2 separate regions of the Zea mays genome follow, and region 1 is linked to region 2. A link is a contact called in public Hi-C data. All regions are on one chromosome and are shown on one strand. The core of a region is the stretch at or near the end of the contact, and the rest is flanking DNA. Distances in the headings are between cores, read along the strand shown.

Region 1 (4,120 bases), core at 445-2,944, 160 kb after region 2:
AATGTGTCTTGGAGTGAATGCACTAGCTCTTGTATTGAATGTGATCTCTGAAAAACTTGGATACCAAAGGTTGTGGTGGTTGGGGGTATTTATAGCCCCCAACCACTTTGGTAGCCGTTGGGGAGGCTGCTGGCGATGGACGCACCGGACAGTCCGGTGCGCCACCGGACAGGCACTGTTCCTTGTCCGATGCGCCCCCACGTCACCCAATCGTTAGGGTTCGGAGCTGGGTCGACCGTTGGAGCTTTGTCTTCTTGCGGTACTGGATAGTCCGGTGCCCCTCTGACTTCCTGCTCTGACTTCTGCCGTGACACTGTTCATCTGTCAGAGTCGACCGTTGAGCGCAGGTAGTCGTTGCTCCGCTGGCTCACCGGACAGTTCGGTGGCACACCGGACAGTCCGGTGAATTATAGCGGAGCGTGCCTCCGTTTTCCCGAGAGTGGCTGGTTCACACCTGTACGGTCCTGGTCTACCGGACACTGTCCGGTGGCACACCGGACAGTCCGGTGCGCTAATTCTCAGCACACTCAAGTTCTTTGCTCCGTTTCAAATTGAGTCCCTAACTTGATTCTTTTATTGGTTTGTGTTGAACCTTATGCACCTGTAATAGATGATTTCTAGAACAAACTAGTTAGTCCATGTGTTTTGTTGATTATCAACCACCAAAATTAGTTATAGGAAATGGTTAACCCAATTTCCTTTTAACCCATCTTCTGCCAAACTCTAGGTTAGGCCGCACCCCAGTTGACAACCCCCCGAATGCACCCCCCTGCCCCACAAAACCCACTAGCCCCCTCACCAACCCCACGCCCATCAACCCCCCCCCCCCCCCCAAACTGGTCCCACGCAAGCACCCCCATCCAACTTTTTGCTCTATCCGCTCTGTTCGCCCTCCCTGCCCACCGCTCTCAGGCCTGCAAAATTCTGACCACCACCCCTGCAGCTGACCCCGGGAGCTCACCGCACGTGCCTCGCTCGCCATCTCTAGCGCACTACTCCTCGCTTCGCCCTGCCACTGCTGCCACCACTCTCGGCATTGTGTCTGACAGCGAGACCCCCCCCCCCCCCCCGCCTCGCCGTGACGCGCACTGTTCCACCTCTAGTAAATCTATTTAGAGACTTAAATATTAGACTTGGTTAAACCTAAGAAAGTTTTAATTTAGAATTTTATTTCCTTTTAGAATGGAGGGACTATGCATTATTACCCTAACTTAGACCATGGCCACAGACAATTAACCTGTAGAGAAATAGGTATCTATTTCTTCTGTGTACAAAAATATAATTCTAGATCAATATCTATAATATCAAATAAGTACCCTTATATATACAATGTCATAAAACATCAACACTTTTTTATATAAACTTTGTCAAATATTAGATAATTTAACTGAAGGTACGTAAATCTAGAATTAACTGCATCAATTTCAGAATGGTGGTTACTGTAATAAATTTCCCCAATGGAGTATATATACTTATATATATAGCTATGAGGTTACAAAATACGGTAGAATGGTCCACATTGCTACGGCCGGCGCATTGGTTAATCAGCGCATCATCGTGGCATGGGCAGGCCGCCGGAAGTGATTCGCGCGTGACAGCAACTGCAGATTAAACAAAAGGGCCTCTCTGTGCTGTGCATGGCGCATGCGGCATCGGTCTACGCTCAGTCGTAAAGGAGGCCAGTGAGAAGAGAGAGACAGAAACAGAGGTGTGATGAACTTTGGCGCCCCCTCTTGGTTCGCTTGCGGAGCAGCAAGGTCGTAGCTCATGCTCATCGACCATCGATATCGTTCCTCCACCCCCGCCCCCCCCGAATCTCGTGGGGCCTCCGATCCTGCGCGCGCCACCCCCCGCTCGCTTTACAAAAAGGGCGAGGTTCTTTGCGGTGCGCATTTGGATGCTTGACTTTGAGCATGGGAATCCCGGAACTGCATCATTTTTTATGATCTAGCTTAATATTTGAAGTTCCTCTGCCACCTGCTTATTGCTACCTACACTCCGTAATTGAACCAAATTAAAGATCGTGTGTATAGCCAAGGCCGGATTTTCACAACTGAGTCGTTCTGGCCATGGCCTGGGCGTGGCAGCCGTGGCTTATATATATAACTTCATTTGCTCAGGTGTAAAATTACTAGAATGAATGGAAAGAGATGAGCGAAATTAATTAACTAGACTTGGTCCGGGGCGTAAGAAGATTTACAGCCATGCTTGGTAGTGCATATGATATAAGAACTTGAGCCTTGTGCTCTGTTTAACTACAGGAAGCCCCGACCACCTGCCCGGTTGATCAGGTGCACCATCCAGTCCACCCACTATAATGTTTACGCTTAGTTATACACAGGTTTACGCTCATGTACCATCATATAAAACCAACCGCTCTACCTAGGTTTCTGCGATGGCTGAGACTAGTGTTTTAGTGGCGGCGGTTGCGCGACACGAGCGAGCGCGGCGAAGCCAGCACGACCGCGGCGGACAAGGGTCCCCATAGATGAGATCCATGGCGGATTGCCTCCCCGTCATATCGTTCTAGAGGTGCATTCCCTTCGTTTCCCTCATTTTCTTCCCTCCCCTAACCTTACCTCCTTTCCCCGCACGTAGCCGCCGCCAGTTTCTTCTTCCCCAATCTTCATCTTCCTCGCAGCGCCGGTGTTACATCTCCAGACTGCCCCTACTCCACGCGGACCCGCTCTCCAGCGCGACTGCACGGCTGTTGTTTCTAGTGGCAGTGGTGTTCCGTGGCGCGACAGCGAAATCGACGATCGCAGGAACGCGCTCGACTTCGACTCTCCAGGTGCCGCCAACCGCATCGTCCCCCGTCAGGACGCCCCTCGCGTGCCAACCGCTGTGTCTGCGGCGACTTGGCCTCCCCTCCACCGACCAGATCCACACCGCCAATGGGCTCACCGTCGACAACCCCGACTCACCGCTCAGTTCGGGCCAGGAGTTCGTCATCCCGCTCCCCTGTTAGGTGGAACAAGTGGAGGTGCAGTTCTAATCTTGGCCGTTGTCGTGGTATGTGCCGATTTCTGCTAATTTGCACTACAGGAAACGCATAAATTTTCGTGGGCCGGGTTATTTTCGTCGGCCGGCCCACGAAAATGCAATGTTATTTTCGTCGGCCGTCGTTACCAACGAAAATGTGGCTATTTTCGTGGGCAGGCCCACGAGAATACGAAACTTATTTTCGTCGGCCTCGGGACCGACGAAAATGTGGTGTATTTTCGTCGGTCTCCGCCAGGCCCACGAAAATACGACCATTATTTTCGTCGGCCTGCAGAGGCCGACGAAAATACGACATTAACCGGACCATTATTTTCGTCGGCCTCCGTGAGGCCGACGAAAATAGTGTCCCTTAATCGTCCATCCCTGGCTCAGCACGAAATCTCTTCGCTCGCGCCCCGCCTGCCCTAAATCCCGTCGCGCCGCCGCACTCGCGCCCCACCGCCGCCGCGCTCGTGCCCCGCCTCGCTCCGTCGCGCCCCGCCTCGCCGCGCTCGCTTGCGCCCGTGGCCGTCGCGCGCACGCAAGCCCAGCGACCTCCATCGTGCCCCGCCGCGCTCCGCCTCGCCGTCGCGCGCGCCTGCCGGCCCCGCCTCGCTCCGTCGTGCCCTGCCTCGCCGCGCTCGCTTGCACCCGTGGCCGTCGCGCGGACGCAAGCCCGACGACCTCCGTCGTGATCCGCCGCGCCCCGCCTCGCTGTCGCGCGCACGCAAGCTCGGCGAGCTCCATCGTGCCTCGCCGCGCTCGCGCCGTGCCTCGCCCCGCTCGCGCCCCACCTCGTCGTTCTCTGCTCGGCGAGCTTCGTCGCGTGGGCCCGCCGTTCTCTAGCGCCCCGTAGCCGTCGTTCTCTCACGCAAGCTCGGCGAGCTCCGTCGCACGATCACCGAGCTCCGTCGCGCGCGCCCGCTGTCCGTCCACGCCGCCATCGCGACGATCACCGAGATCCATCGCGCGCGCCCGCCGTCCATCCACGCCGCCCTCGTTCCCCGCGGTGAGCCTCCCTGTCTCCCTACTTCCACGCCTGCAATTTTGTGTTCTGAAATGATGTGTTTGGTCCAAATTCAGAGTTCTATCCATAGAGTTTTGGTTAATGATCATTATGCTACTAGAAGAAAAAGTA
Region 2 (4,259 bases), core at 397-2,896:
GCAAAGTTGCTACAACTTCCACGTGACAGACGGGGACGCTTGTTCACGCGGTGCCGACGGCGGCGGCGGGGCTGTCGCCCTGCCACGCCCAGACGATCTCCGTGAGCCCCGGGCGGACGTCGACGGCGCAGAACTTGTTAAAGTCCAGCGCGTCCCCGGCGTCGTGCACGAACTCGACCACGGTCACGTCCACGGCCACCTCGAGCACCTCGGCGGTGGCCGCGAGCCGTCCGTTCGTGCCCTCGGCCTTGGCCTCCATCCTCACCTTCCAGCCTTTCCCCCTGGTGACCTCGAATCCTAGGGCGCGCGCCACGGACTCCAGCTTCTCCACCACGGTGGCCGCCGGCGCGCGGGCCGTGAACACGGTCGCGGTCTTCTGCTCGCTCTCGAACAGCCCCGACAGGTCGAACCCGGAGGACATGGACGAGATGAGCTGGAACGCGTTGCACGACCGAGGGGAGGTGGCGCCAGAGTGGTTGCTGTTGCTGTTGTCGTCGTCGTCGTTGTCGAAGAGGGCAGCGCCTTCGTCCAGCTGCTGTTTCTTGGGCGTCACCGGGGGCGAAAGGACGGGCGGCACGAAGCCCTTCCTGAACCACGGCGTGCACATGATCTCGGCGATGGAGGCGCGCTTGGCGGGGTCGACGACGAGCAGGCGCGCGATGAGGCGGCGCGCGTCGCCGGAGACCCAGGGCGGCACCTGGTAGTCGGCCTTGAAGATCTTCTGGTACAACTTGACGTAGTTGTCGTGCTGGAACGGGAGGAAGCCGCAGAGGAGGACGTAGAGCACGACGCCGCAGGACCAGAGGTCGGCGCGGGCGCCGTCGTAGCCGCGCTTCCTGAGCACCTCGGGCGCGACGTACGCGGGGGTGCCGCACTGCGTGTGGAGCAGGCCGTCGTGGCGCAGCTGCTCGGGCAGCGCGGCCAGCCCGAAGTCGGTGACCTTGAGCCGCCCCGCCTCGTCCAGCAGCAGGTTCTCGGGCTTGAGGTCCCGGTGCGCGACGCCGCGGCGGTGGCAGAAGCCGACGGCGGCGACCAGCTGCTGGAAGTAGCGGCGCGCGTGGTCCTCGTCGAGGCGGCCCCGGGCCACCTTGGCGAAGAGCTCCCCGCCGCGCGCGTACTCCATGACGACGAAGACGCGGGAGCGGCTGGCGAGCACCTCCCGGATGCCCACCACGTTGGGGTGCCGCACCATCCGCATGATGGAGATCTCCCGGCGCAGCTGCTCCACCATCCCCTCCGTGCGCCGCAGCCGCGCCTTGTCGATCACCTTGATGGCTACGCTGCAGCTGTGGCCCGTGCCGGCGCCGGCGCTCAGGTCCCTCGCGTAGTAAACCTTGGCGAAGGTGCCCTGCCCCAGCAGGCGGCCCAGCTCGTACTTGCCCAGCACCAGCTTCCGTTCCTCCTCTCCGGGCTCCGCTTCCCGCCCTGATCTCGCCATGCTCTCTGCTGCTTACTGTTTACTAGTGCTCCGGTAGCTGGCTGCTTCTTGTTTTGCTGTTGCCGCTACTGGCAGCTCCGGGCGGCCGGGCGCTGCTGATTTAGTGGCGCGTGGGAACGTGGCGGGCGCGGCACATGGTTTTCCTTGGGGGGGCCCGGGGGGACTTTGGTTCGAATGTGGGCTCGGCCAGTGCGGCACACGGGATTTGCAAAGTCGTTGGGCGCCGGGGGGCTCGCTTATTTGTATGTAGCGGTGTGGTGTGGTGTGGTACTGTGGTGTGGTGCGCGCGCGGCGGACCAACGTGAGGCGGGCACGCGGACCGAACGGGTGGGGTCGAGCCTGCGAGGAGCGGGGGTGAGGTGGGAGCTACGGAGTGGAGGCGGGAGCGAGGAAGGGCCCATGACGCGTCGGGAGCGGTTGTTGCCGGCGAGGTTGGAGCACCGAAGATTCGGGCGGATCTGCTGCCGGGTGATTGGGCCATTTCCTGCGCCCGTTCAGCGTTCAACCTTCAACGTTGTTGTACCATGGCAACCTTGGCCGGCAGCAGGTCTAGAGTTCTCGTCTAGTAGTGGAATGTCCTCATTGCCAGCGAGATTAGGTTTGTTTAGGGAGAGCAATTAGACGGGAAAGACTGTTTCCTAGTATCATGTGCCAAGAATCTGCCCTCCCATTAAGAACCAATTTGGAATGTGATTTCTCTCTATATTTTTTTGTTTTTTTTTTCTAAAAATACATTGATTCACGCAAAATTCTCGTAGAATTACTTTTATGTCCCGTTTGTTTTCTTTATCTTGAGGAATTGGAATTTTACTAATGCAATAGGCTATTTTTTTAGAATATGACATTCCACACTTTCCAAAGTTATCATATAAGAATATCTCAAATTCATGAGGTAAGAGATAAAAATTGATTCTATAAATTTACATGCTATTTTTCCGATGTACAACTTATAACACACTCTTATACTTGCTTCGCTATAATATAAATATAATATATAACTATCTCTCATATAATTTAGGATAATATACAAATATATTATATATATAAATATATGAACTTAATTAGTTTTATCTAAATTATAATTATTATAATAGAATTCAATTCCAATGAAACAAATGTGGCCTTACTTTTTTTTGTTACATTGACCATTACTAAGAATTTTTTCATAAGTAAATATGTTCCTCAATAATTGGAAGTTAACTAACACACTTACACACGTCTTTATTAACATAGGCTTGCGGAATGGACTTCACTACCGATAAAACAATCAAAAGTGGAGTAAAAAAGAGACATGCAAAGGCTACAGGCTCAAAGTGAATTATCCTACAAAGGGAAAAATACTGAACGGCCGCCGCACTAGAGATGGCAACGGGTACGTACCCGCCGGGTATTGTCTTTCCATACCCGCACCCGCGACAAAAAAATATACCCGACACAATACCCATACCCGGTTGCGGGTAGAAATGTTTACCCATACCCGTACCCGAGTGGGTATTGTTACCCGACGGGTAACCCATACCCGGCAGCCACCCGATTCAGATTAATTAAGTTAGGTAAAAAACAGTAGCAAAAGTATAAGACATCAGTTCAAATCACTGCCACGCCATTGCCTCACATAGTCACATGATTACAAGCCATAAGTTCAAAAGTTGCAGCTTACAGGCATCAGTGCATCACAGATATTTCATTACAGGCATCAGTAGTTCAGTACCAGCCTACCAGGCTACCAAAAGAACTAGTTTTTCATGCACCAAAAAAGTTACTTTACCACTACCAGCCTACCAGGCTACCAAAAGAACTAGTTTTTCATGCACCAAAAAACATGTGACCATGACACCAATCACATCATCGACGTTGCAGCAAGCAGGCAATAGGCTGTTAGAGTTTAGACTTGACTTTATTGATTCAAAGGGCAAGCTCCTACATGAACAAATTTAGAATTAGTTAGCAGTGAAGGCACAAAATTAATCAAACAAGGACAAGTTAGAAAGAATAACCTGAAGGCCCTCTTGTATGTCTTGGAGACAAGACCAAAAGGTAGCAGGTTTCTTGCTCGTATCATCAACTAGAAACACAAATGTATAAGTTTTCAGGCATGAGTATAAATAAAATATGAATTCTACAGACTACAACAAACCAATTGTATACCTTTGTACTTGTTCCGAAGCCAGTTTTGGGAACACATGAGAGCCTCCAACATCTTAGAAGTGAGCCTGCTACGATGCTCACTAAGAACTCTACCCCCGGTGCTGAAAGCTGACTCCGAAGCAACAGTTGTAACAGGGATAGCATATATATCCCTTGCAATCATCCTCAAAGTGGGATATCGAGTTCCCGCCACCTTCCACCAATCCAACACATTAAAGTTTTTTGTTTGCATGCTCAACATCTCTTCATCCAAGTAGCGGTCCAATTCTGATTTAAACCCCATGTTTGCTGGCTTCCTACTTGCAACACGTGCACTAATGGAAGATAAGTAGTCATCATTGTTGCTAACTATAGGAGTTGATGTTTGGCTGCCCTCTAAATCCTCTTCTACATGGTACTCACGCATCAAGTCAGCTAACAAGTTCTTAACATCATTAACACTGTCCTCACATGCTTGACCCGATATTCCAAGTAAATCCTCATAACAAATCAACAACACTGTGGTCTTGAATCGGGGATCAAGAAGAGTTGCAATGCCCATTAACCCTTGTATGTCAGTCCAATACTTATCAAACTTGGTTACCATATTAGCTGACATGGCTTCCACTAATGGGTTGCCACAAGTCGACCATTGCCTAATTTTCTTTCTAATCTCAGCAATTTTAGTGAAGTA

What was found. Hi-C and Micro-C count contacts between places; a contact is called where the count stands out from the background.
Region 1: a Hi-C map of leaf shows a contact between it and region 2, with 4 times the contacts expected there. The contact joins the enhancer-like site here to the promoter of LOC100284454 in region 2. A contact is called at or near these places in 4 of 25 Hi-C or Micro-C datasets (bundle sheath, ear, leaf and 1 more).

The regions. Positions count from the first base shown.
Region 1 is chr7:120,598,612-120,602,731 of Zm-B73-REFERENCE-NAM-5.0, forward strand. No RefSeq gene overlaps it. Among protein-coding and RNA genes, the nearest start is that of LOC103632762, 28 kb to the right of the region's middle. Within about 2 kb of position 1,695, at least 11 of the 20 cell types and tissues checked have an H3K27ac peak or open chromatin away from gene starts, as enhancers often do. A contact at or near this core is called in bundle sheath and leaf, where this site is marked.
Region 2 is chr7:120,434,287-120,438,545 of Zm-B73-REFERENCE-NAM-5.0, forward strand. It overlaps LOC100284454, which reads right to left and starts at 1,647. Exons shown (of 1, transcript NM_001157349.3): 1 at 1-1,647. The coding sequence starts at 1,438. The coding sequence ends at 44.